Regions from separate parts of the Mus musculus genome. Here region 1 is linked to region 2. Evidence: chromatin contacts called from public Hi-C data. All regions are on one chromosome and are shown on one strand. Each heading gives the region's core, a stretch centred on a gene start, on an enhancer-like site or on the middle of the called end of the contact. The rest is flanking DNA. Distances are from core to core; before and after follow the strand shown.

Region 1 (5,201 bases), core at 414-2,913, 120 kb after region 2:
GATTACTAGATCAACCTAAAAGAAAATTTCTTATACTTAGAACTTTGTGATGACAGGAAATAAATTTTGAAATACCTATTTGTGACATTATTTCATTATAGATGATTTTGCTTCGTACATGATATCATACTATATTAGAATAAAATTTTGTGGGAAAAATTGAAAGAAAAGTAAGTATTTGGGCAGGCATAATACTACATATCTGTAAACCTAACATTGGGGAGGCAGAAGTAGGTCAGTTGTAAGTCAAGTTACATAGTTAATGCCTAGGTCAGCCCTATCTTGAGAAGGAAGGAAGAAAGGAAGGAAGGAAGGAAGGAAGGAAGGGAGGGAGGGAGGGAGGGAGGGAGGGAGGGAGGGAGGGAGGGAGGAATGGGGGGAGAGAGAGAGAGAGAGAGAGAGAGAGAGAGAGAGAGAGAGAATTTAAAGACAAAACTCCTACTTCCAAACATTGGGGAGGGAGGTGTTGAGGTGTCAACTGCAAACTCCATACACTCTAGTCTTCCCTGAGAAAGAATTTTGTTTATGTTCAATGAAGAGACGGCCTAAAAATAGGTAACATCATTCCTTAGATTTTTGTCCTAGACTTTGGGAAAAGGGAGAAAATGAGTTGAGCACAAGAATATACACATTAATCCATTGCTGTGTGTTCCTCACTATGGCTGAATCCGTGTAACCAGAAGCTTCACGTTACCACCATCTAGGCGTCCCTACAGGGAAGGACTGTAACCTGGGAACGCAGCGAACCCTTTGTCCCTTGAGTTGCTTCTGTTGGTGTGCTTTATCAACAGAAAAGAAAACTGATACAGGGAGTTAATTTATGTTCAAATCATTATGGAATTTATGCTCCACAGAATACATCTAAAAGAGTCATGTAAATGTTTACTTTAACAGATGCTAGAAATGGCATCCTTAGCAACTATTTAAACTTGAAATGATAATTTAAAAACAGATATTGACTTTACAGTGTGCTAGGAAGAGAAAAAAATGAAGTTCTTTTACAGACTACATAGGGTTTCATGGTTAGAAGAAACATCAATTTAAAATGCATTAGTGAGGATGTTTTCCCTTTCCAATAACACTTATAATTAAATGGAGAAATTATAATAAACCTTACACCCAGAAAATTAATTTTGTAGCTCAAAAATGTCAAGTCAGCACACGGTAAAATTTTAAATCATCATGAGATTCGATCACCATTTAATTAGTTCCTAGATCTAAACTTTTTAATTATATGAAGAATTTATTTTTATGAAACTTTTATATGCTGAAACATGGCTTCAGCTGACCCAAAAGATTAAAAAAAAAAGGATCCAAGATAATATTTTTTTTCTGAAACGTTAATGTTCTTGGGCTCCATTCTTCGAAGAACACAGCACTGAGCAGTGGGTATGGGATGAGCAGAGCTCAGAAAGCGCACCTGACTCTGGAGGGTGGCGTTTCCTTTATGGTGCAGGTGTTCAGGGGCCTCCGCATCAAAGTGATACAATCCTTTGTTTTCTTCAAAATCCCTTTTATATTCCCACTTTAAAAAAAAACATGAAAACAAGTTAGAAATAAAAGATTGATGACTAAAATCAAGATTTAGGAATTTAACTGGGGTGTGGTGGCTCTCATCCCAGCACACGGGAGACTAAGACAGGGTGACTGTGAGTTCCAGGTAACCCTGGGCCACAGATTGAGCCAGTTTCCCAGCAACTCTTAGTAAAGAACACAACAATCAAGCCAGTGGAAAGGAGCCACGATGCTGTTAAAGAGCCAGTCTCTGTAACAGCTGGTGTGGAGGAGGTTCTGCAGCTAAGAAAAATGGACAAAGCCAGACGGTCTCACTGTAGGTGGCCATAGGAAGAGCCCAAGAAACATTCACTGATTAATTATAAATGTGGCATGGGGCACAGTCAATTAGATGGGATCCCACAGATTGTGAGTGGGCAAGATGAGGTGACATATAGACACTGCTTCTTATCACAGGACAGAATGCTGTTTAAGACTGTGCAGAAGAAATAGAAACAAAAAGAAGAGAGCGAGGGAACTAGACTCCAGGAAGGTGGCTATAGAGAGAAGCTGGACCATGAGTAAGAATGGAAGTGATGAAGACAGAGAGAAGCTGAAAGATAATTGAGCAAGTCTCTAAATTCCAAGGAAAGGATGGTGGGAGGCACTGAGAAAAGGACCTAAAGAAAATGGGTACAATTCATTGGATTTTTTTTCTTTAAGATTTATTTTATGTATGAGTGCTCTAGCTGCAAGTACACCTGCAGGCCAGAAGATGGCATCAGATCATTTTACAAATGTTTGTGAGCCACCATGCGGTTGCTGAGAATTGAACTCAGGACCTCTGGAAGAGCAGCCAGTGATCTTAGCCATTGGAGCCACCTCTCCAGCTCCAATTTATTGGATTTATAAGTTGAAGCTGTTGGCATAGGCCCTCTGGTATTATGACATACGTGAGAAGGTAAATTTGGAAGAGACCAGAAAAAGTATTGATGGCATTGTACTTTAGACCAGCAGCAGAAGAACAAGACTTCTAGCACTAGAGACCAGATATTTCGAATTAGTCCTACTTGAAAAGACTTCAGCAAGCAAATGAGATCCAAGGCTGCGGGGACCTACAAAGGTAAAGATCAACTGCCCATGAGTTACAGGAAAAAATAGCTTTGTACAGAGTGAAGGGGAATGCATGCAGCTTTGGAAGAAGTGCAGTAAAGAGACTCCTGTGATCCAAGGAGATGCTCTGTGGACAGAAGCAGGAAAAGGAACACTGAACATCAGGAACAGAAAGAGAGAGAAGGTGTCTGTGACCGGCCACAGAGCTGTTGCTTCACAGGGGCAAAGTTCCAGAGAGAGCCTGACTTCAAGTGCTCCCTGTCACTTGGGGAGCAAGGATGTATGTCACTGACTTCTAACCAGAATGAAGTGGCTTTAGAAAAGCACCACAGGAAAGTCTTAATAAAGTTCATATATTACATCTTGGGTTACTCTATGAATCTTAAGTTAAAACTAAATAAAATCTAACTTAACAAAAGGCAAAGTTTAAACCTGAAATAAGATATCAAAAAATGTTTATGCTTTGTTTAGATTTTTTTATAATATCTACTTATTAAACAACTATAATTTGAATGCATTAAGGCAGAACATATTCTAATATGGTATCAAAGTCCATAACTAATGAAGTCGAGGGAATTATACTCAGAATAATGGATATATACTAAAAATACGGGCTAAAACCAAATCCTTTGAACGCCAATCTGCAAATGAAATTTCTAATGCAGGGGCTTGTCTTCTGTATTGAATAGTCTCTGTTGCCTCCTAGTGGAGATTATGTAGAATAACATAGCATAAATTTTTAAGTTTATATAAAGTTATAAGGAAATTGAAAGCTCCATTTCCACAGCAAAGTGTTTCTTCAGACATTGAATTTGTGATTTTAAATTTCCCATCCTGCTCTAGACATGACACGTTAAAATGCAAAAATTTTGATAAGACCAATACATCTAGAGATGTGTAATAAAATAGCCATTTACAGCAAACCAGCACTGAACTTTGGCAAATACCTACAACAAATTTCTTTTTCAACGTTTTTTTAAAAATCCAGTAACCAATAGACATCAAGAAAACTTCTATTCATTTTATACAAATATTTAAAAGGTTATCTAACTCATAAAAAATTTAAGACATATATAATATCATACAATTTTAATATGTAAATGATTCAGAGAACATCAAACTCTCTGGCCCTTTGAGTGATGTAATTATTTCTATGATACAGCCTGAGGCAGACGGGAGATCAAACTCAGTGACTAATGAATAAAATGTTGGAGAGATGACAGTGTGTACACTAAAATTTGATTCACTTTTCTCTACCGCAAAACCAACATCAACATTTTGAAAAGAAATGTTGCAGGTGAGAGGTAAACACTCTTGCTCATTTACACATGAATCCTCATGTTCCTAGGAGAATCAGCCTGAGTGTGGGTAGGGGACAGCCCAGCAAGCACCACCGCAGGACAAAAGCCAGACATTGGAGAATGAAGAAAGCAGACGGTGCAGAAGATGGAGAGATGAGTGTGTGTGTCACAGAGAAAAGCTTGAAACCAGAACAGAAATGCAAGGGTGGTTGAGATGTGGGTGCCAGTGGATGCTAAACGTGGTGAAGGCAGGACAATGTAATCCAAGGGCCCTGACACCAAAGGCTAATTCCAAGCTGTCAACATGGCTCAAACACCAGAAACTATAATATACTGCTTTTGACCCAAATACCAATACTTTTTAAATAAATTAAAAATTAATCTCTGTAAGTGTGAACCAATTATGTGCAGTGTGCACCTTGGGATGGCGATGTGCAAAAGAGAGTGGACATACAAATAACAAATCGTGTTTTGCCAATGCTAAGAACTGAAGCTCCCTTAAGACGAAGGTTTGGGGATCTAGCCTTGGAGTGGCGCTATACTGAGCACAGTGGGCTTTGCTACTTAAAAGACTGCCTTCACTTTTCCCATACCTTATAGAATGAGTATTTCTTCATCTGATCCAGATCTATTCTGTGAGTTAAAATGCTTTCAAGTGAATGGGTGGTTATTGTTAGAATTGGCATGGAAATAACTTTAGGTCAAATCAGAGTCAATCATTAACATGTGGCATCTGGCTATGTACAAAGTGGAGCCAGTAGTGTCCAGGAGTTACCAGTTGCAAGAGCTGGTGAAGTCAGCATCCAAATGTACCAAGGGTGGAAACGGTACCACAGCAGGCTAGAGTTCTGAGGGACTGACCATATGGAGAGTAAACACAAATATTACCAACAGGACATGAAGTCCTCCTTCTGAGTTGACAGATAATGTAGAACGGATCAAGATTAAATTCATAGTGGCCAAGATTTCTTGTCAGAGAAAATAGTTTAAACTGTGACTATATTTTATGTGGTTATATATACTATATATAAACAAGAATGCTTGCTGCTGAAGACATAACATATATGACATGCTAGCATGGCTCTCATAAAAGAAGATCCCTGACTGCAAGACATGAACATCAAATGATGTCATTCGGATACAAATGAAGAAATGGGAAGAAGGGAAACAGAACAGATTCTTGCTTGTGACAATACCAACAAGTGTGACAATACCAACAAGTGTGCAATACCAACAAGTGTGCTCCTGAGATGCAAGGAATTGCAAGAATCCACTTTGGGTGTCACTTTCTTC
Region 2 (5,389 bases), core at 765-3,264:
TGGGAACCACTTTCTATGACAGGAATGCAGAGTCAAGGTAAAACAGTAGGAACAAAAGGAGATGTAATCAGATTCAAGAAGACAGGCTTCATCACTCCATATTAAACTGTCAAGTTTGGCCTAAGTTTTTCTCCACACCTAAGTGCAAAAGTTGCACACCAAAGCAACTTCCATACAGGGCAAACTATGCTGGGTGTTATTTGTTATATAACCAGATTGTTATCAAACTAAAAGTATCGCTTTGAAACACCAACTGAGCATCAGTAATCAGTTACTTAAATCTTCAGCCAAAAAACATGGCAGCTGCCAAAACATGGCAATGTTAATAAGCAAAGGTTTGGCCATGGCTAATCAGATTGTCCATGTTGTTTTCCTCTTACTGGCTATACATGTGACCAGGTGGGGAGATGGGTACAGAACTCAGAGTTGACTTGGCTGTGGCTTCCTGGAACTATTTGCTTGGTTCAAAAAACTTTGTGAAATTTTACTTCATCTTGGATTTCTCTTGGTCAATGCAAAGGGCAAGAGCTTTCCAGCAGAAGGAAATGGAACCACTAGGATGTGATTAAAGAAATGATAAGTTTTGCTGCGAGAGCTGTTAGACAGGAGAGCAGAAAGTGGCAGGAGACAAGAATGGGGTCCGTTCTTCTAGATGAGGCAACCAAAGGAATGAAAGCAAATGCTCAAATGTAGTTAAACATCCCAATGGGCAGAATCATACACAAAGTCCAACATCACTCTCAGATTCCCAGGTACTAGCTGCAGTGGCAAGGAGTCAGAGAGAATCTTGGAGAAGCAAATTCTCCCCAGCAGCTCATCAACAACCTTAAATAGGAAAAAACGCTGGCAACCTACAGTATATGGAGTGCCACTAAAATTAAGTTGTAGTTTAAAAGACTACATTCAGGCATCTAGAGAATATTTACAGTATTAAGAACCATTTAAGCCAAATATCTCCTCTGCCCTTATACTTCAACAGAAAGAGCCTGAAAAACTTTAATTTCACCACAGAGTGTTGCAGTATCAAAGGGTGGAAGTCACTGAAGGTAAAAGAAAAACTTCAGGCCATGTTAGGCTCAGCAATAGAGTGACAAACAACTCAGAAACCTTCCAAACAGTGGTATGACAATCTAGAAAGACTACTGTCTTTCCATGGGTTATTAGTTTTAAGGAAATAGAATTTCTTAAACTCCTGTGGATTTTTATCAGCCCCTCTGCTCTTCCAAGTATCCCCTCACACATGGTCTCCCCCTCTATTCCACCTTTCCCTTCCATTTTGAGGAGAAGGCCCCCTCTGAATGTCATCTTCCCCCCAACCACTCAAGTAGCTGCTGGACTAGGTACATCCACTCCTGCTGAGGCCAAATGGGGCTGTCCATTTAGGGGCATGGGATCCAGAAGCAGACAGGCAACAAGTTCAAGGCCAACTCCTGCTCTAGTTGTTGATTTATTTCATGAAGACCAAGATGCTCATCTGCTACATATGTACAAGGGGCCTTGGTCCATCTTGAGGTTGCTCCTTGGTTGGTAGTTCAATCTCTGGGATTCCCCCAAGAGTCCAGGTTAGTTGACTCTGTTTGTCTTCCTGTAGAGTCCCTGTCCTCTTTGGGTCTTTCAATACTTCTTCCAACTATCCATAATACTTCTCAAACTCCATCCAATGTTTGGAAGTAAGTCTCTGCATCTCTTTTCACTGGCTGTTGGGTGGAGACTCTCAGAAGACAGTTATGTTAGGCTCCTGTCCACAACCATAGCAGAGTATCATTAATAGTGTTATGGATTGGTTCTTGCCCATGAAATAGGTTTCAAATTGGGCCAGTTGTTGGTTGGTCACTTCTCCAGTCTCTGCTCTATCTTGGTCCCTGCATATCTTGTAGGTAGGACACATTTTGAGTCAAAGGTTTTATGGGTGGGTTGCTGTCCTTATTCTGCCACTAGGAGTCCTTCCTAGCTACAGGAAGTGGCCACTTCAGGATCCATATCCCCCACTGCTAGGAGTCTCAGCTAAAGTCACAGTGACTGCTTTAGCAGTTTTACAGTTGAGAGTTTAGAAGCCCTAACCTGCAACATACACACTGCTACCCTGGAGATGTGTTTCAGATACAAGAATCTTTGAAAAGTTAGGAAGAATGCAAGATGAGCTGACTTCTCACCATTTCCTGTTTTGAAAGACTATTTTGCAATGAACTCAAGGCAGACTAGAAACCTTGAAATCCAGCCCCAGGCACAGACCCTGAACAATTAATTTCTGAAGTGAGTGGCTTTTTCTCCAGGGTGCAGCCTAAAGCTCTACTGTGTGTTTTGCTTTCTGATATTCTTGAAGTTCAGTTATGTTTCTCATTTCTCATGCTCAGGAATATATGGTGCTACTGGGATTCTTAGATATGGGCACCTTTTATCACAGTGCCTTTTCGTGAACCACATGCAGTTACTTCTTTCACTGGTTCTGGGCACTTCTCTCTCCAGCCAACACTCATGTTGCCCCCAGCTACAGTCACATCAGACTATACAAGCTAAAACCAATAAAGGCAAGTCAGTCTTCTGTCAGCACATCTTGGGCAATGATGTTCGAATGCATTAGTGAGCATTTATTGTATTTACATGTATGTGTGCTCATATGAATGTAGGTGATGCCCATGTATATATAGGTTCATGTGCACACTTGGACTTGTGTGCACAGAGACTAGAAACCATTCCTCAGGAGCCTTCCACCTTGGTTTTTGATAGAGTCTATCTATCATTGGTACTTGGGGTTTGCCAATTAAGTTAGGATGACTGGCTAGCAATGTACCACCACCCCCTGCATCCCATCCCCATGCTGGGATTCTGAGAACATACTATCATATGAAGCTTTTTATATGGGTGCTAAGGTCAACTCATGTCCCCAGGCTCACACAGCAAACACTTTACCAACACAGCCACTTTCCCAAACCTTCATTACATTTCTAAAGCACTAATTTAAACTGAAAAAAAAGCATTATGTTTTGGGTTTAGTAAGTTGGGAGAGAGGTGAGTTCAAACATCATTGCTGTTTGAATTAAATTAGGTTACAACCTAATTAGAGGTAATATTTGATTATGTTTTCAAATTCCATCCAATAACTCTTATCAGTGATTTTAGCAGCTTCTTCCCCTCACCTTTCATGCCCAGATGTGCTATCTCTATTACATCCAATAATCAGAGTCACAAAAAAGACTCAAACTGTGTGACATGAGGACACACAGCTATTTCTAATCCCTCAGCAGCAAACCTCAACAAAACAATCAGCTCTTCAGTAATTCTCATTCCCTGAAAATATGAAACCCACAATAAATCTAGAGGCTAAGGACAAATCTACATTAGCAAAATGAAGCAGAGAATTAAAGCAATTATCTGAATAATTTATCATGAACCGTGCAGTGGGTAACTGAGCAGCTTAAATGAATATTTCAAGGGGAAAATGCAGCTTTGGAAAAGGTTCTTAGAAGCTTCTCTCTCAGCTCTTGACATGTAGAACAAGAAAATTGTGATGAAGCCCATGTAGAAATGGGAGCTGCCTGTGTTTTCTGTGCTTTGAAAACAAACTGTTCAGACTTGTACTATGAGTTTGAATTCCGGGAATTTCATCAAAGAAGTGAGGTGGACCAAAGAAGTTATTTGTTAGGTATTTTCAAGTCTCCTCACCCCTTCTTTCCGGAGAAAAAAGCTGATTTGCACATAGGAACAATCAAAGAAATTTGAGTGTCGCTCTTCCCCCCCCCCCACCCCCCCGCACTCATTCCTAAATGAGAGGAGACAGGAAGTTTGAAAGTGTCTAAAGGAGGGAGATATATCCATTTCCTTCCTTGAGAAACAAAATCTTCAGAAGGAAGGGTTTTTTATTGTTCTAACTTACTATAGTTGTTTTAAAGGAGGTGAGGGCTTCGTGTCTTCTAAACTAGCCAGAAGGGCAGAGGACAAGAAGAGGGATTCTTTCAGTGAATCCTCAGTAATAGTAACTATGAAGCTCATGTATAAACCCACAACATCAGCATCATCTGAGCATGTTATAAGCAGACACTTAGGCCCAACCCGAGCTCACCAGCTACATAAGAATCTGACCCAGCACTGAGGGATACGGCAATTGGTGAAACACAGGTATCAAGGAGACCTGGGTTTAGAAGAACAGGGGAGGAAGTTGTAGCAAACAGCACGGTAGGTAGAAAAGAAGGGGATCTGCAGCTCTGCAGAGAGCTGCAGAATGCCTAGGAGAAGAAACAAAGGCGGTACAAGCAGACATCATGACTTCACTGTGAGTACAGAGCCCTGAGCTCAGCGTCTGATCCTTCCAGCTAAGTATCAGCATGGACCTTAAGTGTGACTCATTATAGCAAAAATGTTCAAAGCCTTACCAGTATTCTAGTACCTTAATAAGAATAGCTGGATCCATCCATATTCATAACTTCCCAAGAGAAACAGCCCTTTCTGAAAATAGACAAACAATTTATATGGAGGATGATGTACACCTTATTAGAATCTGGGTAGGAGGGCTGGGGTGTGTTGAGGATAAATGAGAATGCTCGACTTGAAAACATTTCCTCTCCCAAGTTGAGCATGATTAAAACATGCTGTTTTCCTAGTACATATCATGTTAGCTTTGATTTAAATGTGCTATTGCTGTCATTAATTTAAATATTCTATTGACTGATCTTACAAACTTTGCTTCCTAAGGGTATATTTTTTATGAATAGAATCTCACTTCAAAATGAATGTACAGATTCCACATGTGCCTGCCTGCAACCTATTTTCTCTTGTTTTGTCCTCAGAAAAGATGGAAAGCAGCTGGCTGGCTTCTCCCACTTTGACTCAAAGGGCATGACTGGGTCAGATGAATACACTTATTTTTAGCTGTACAACTCCACGGCCAATGTTTTTTGCCAATGATACCAATAAATAGCCCTTTATTGAGTGTGAACTCATACAAAGCACCATAATTCCAATACTGCATCATAATTCTATAACAGACCCAATTTCCCACTAGATTTTAATCTCTGTTCCAAGTGTCTTACCATCAATGTCTGTCTGTACCTTAATTTACCCACATGTAAAAAGATGGCAAAACTACCTGTAAGACTTTTGCTAAGGAGCTGACTTGAGGATACAATGACAGAACCTATATGGGTCATACTTTTATCATCAGCTCACTGTCTTCATGCACTTCAGAGATATGTGTACAGAAACCAGAAGTAGGGCTGTGACTTGCTGAAAGGCAAAGTGTCAGTTCTGACAACTTCCTGTTGTAGCTTGGGCGACTGAAGAAATGAAGACTCTGTTGATCCAGGACTATCAAGCCATTTTCTGGTCCGATGTTTATACCCACACTTGGGCTATGTAGGCTGCAATTTCTACTGCCCGAATGAATTACATTCTT

What was found. Hi-C and Micro-C count contacts between places; a contact is called where the count stands out from the background.
Region 1: a contact with region 2 is called in a Hi-C map of double positive thymocytes, with 5 times the contacts expected there. The contact joins two enhancer-like sites. A contact is called at or near these places in 1 of 39 promoter capture datasets (the C10 cell line), 1 of 15 datasets of contacts at CTCF or cohesin (the G1E-ER4 cell line) and 10 of 484 Hi-C or Micro-C datasets (the C10 cell line, CD4 T cells, the G1E-ER4 cell line and 4 more).

Annotation. Positions count from the first base shown.
Region 1 is chr2:17,412,263-17,417,463 of GRCm38.p6, forward strand. It overlaps Nebl (nebulette), which reads right to left. Exons shown (of 26, transcript NM_001362722.1): 10 at 1,421-1,525. Among named protein-coding and RNA genes, the nearest start is that of Nebl, 48 kb to the right of the region's middle. Within about 2 kb of position 1,664, at least 10 of the 459 cell types and tissues checked have an H3K27ac peak or open chromatin away from gene starts, as enhancers often do. A contact at or near this core is called in double positive thymocytes, where this site is marked.
Region 2 is chr2:17,288,732-17,294,120 of GRCm38.p6, forward strand. No RefSeq gene overlaps it. Among named protein-coding and RNA genes, the nearest start is that of Nebl, 170 kb to the right of the region's middle. Within about 2 kb of position 2,015, at least 8 of the 459 cell types and tissues checked have an H3K27ac peak or open chromatin away from gene starts, as enhancers often do. A contact at or near this core is called in double positive thymocytes, where this site is marked.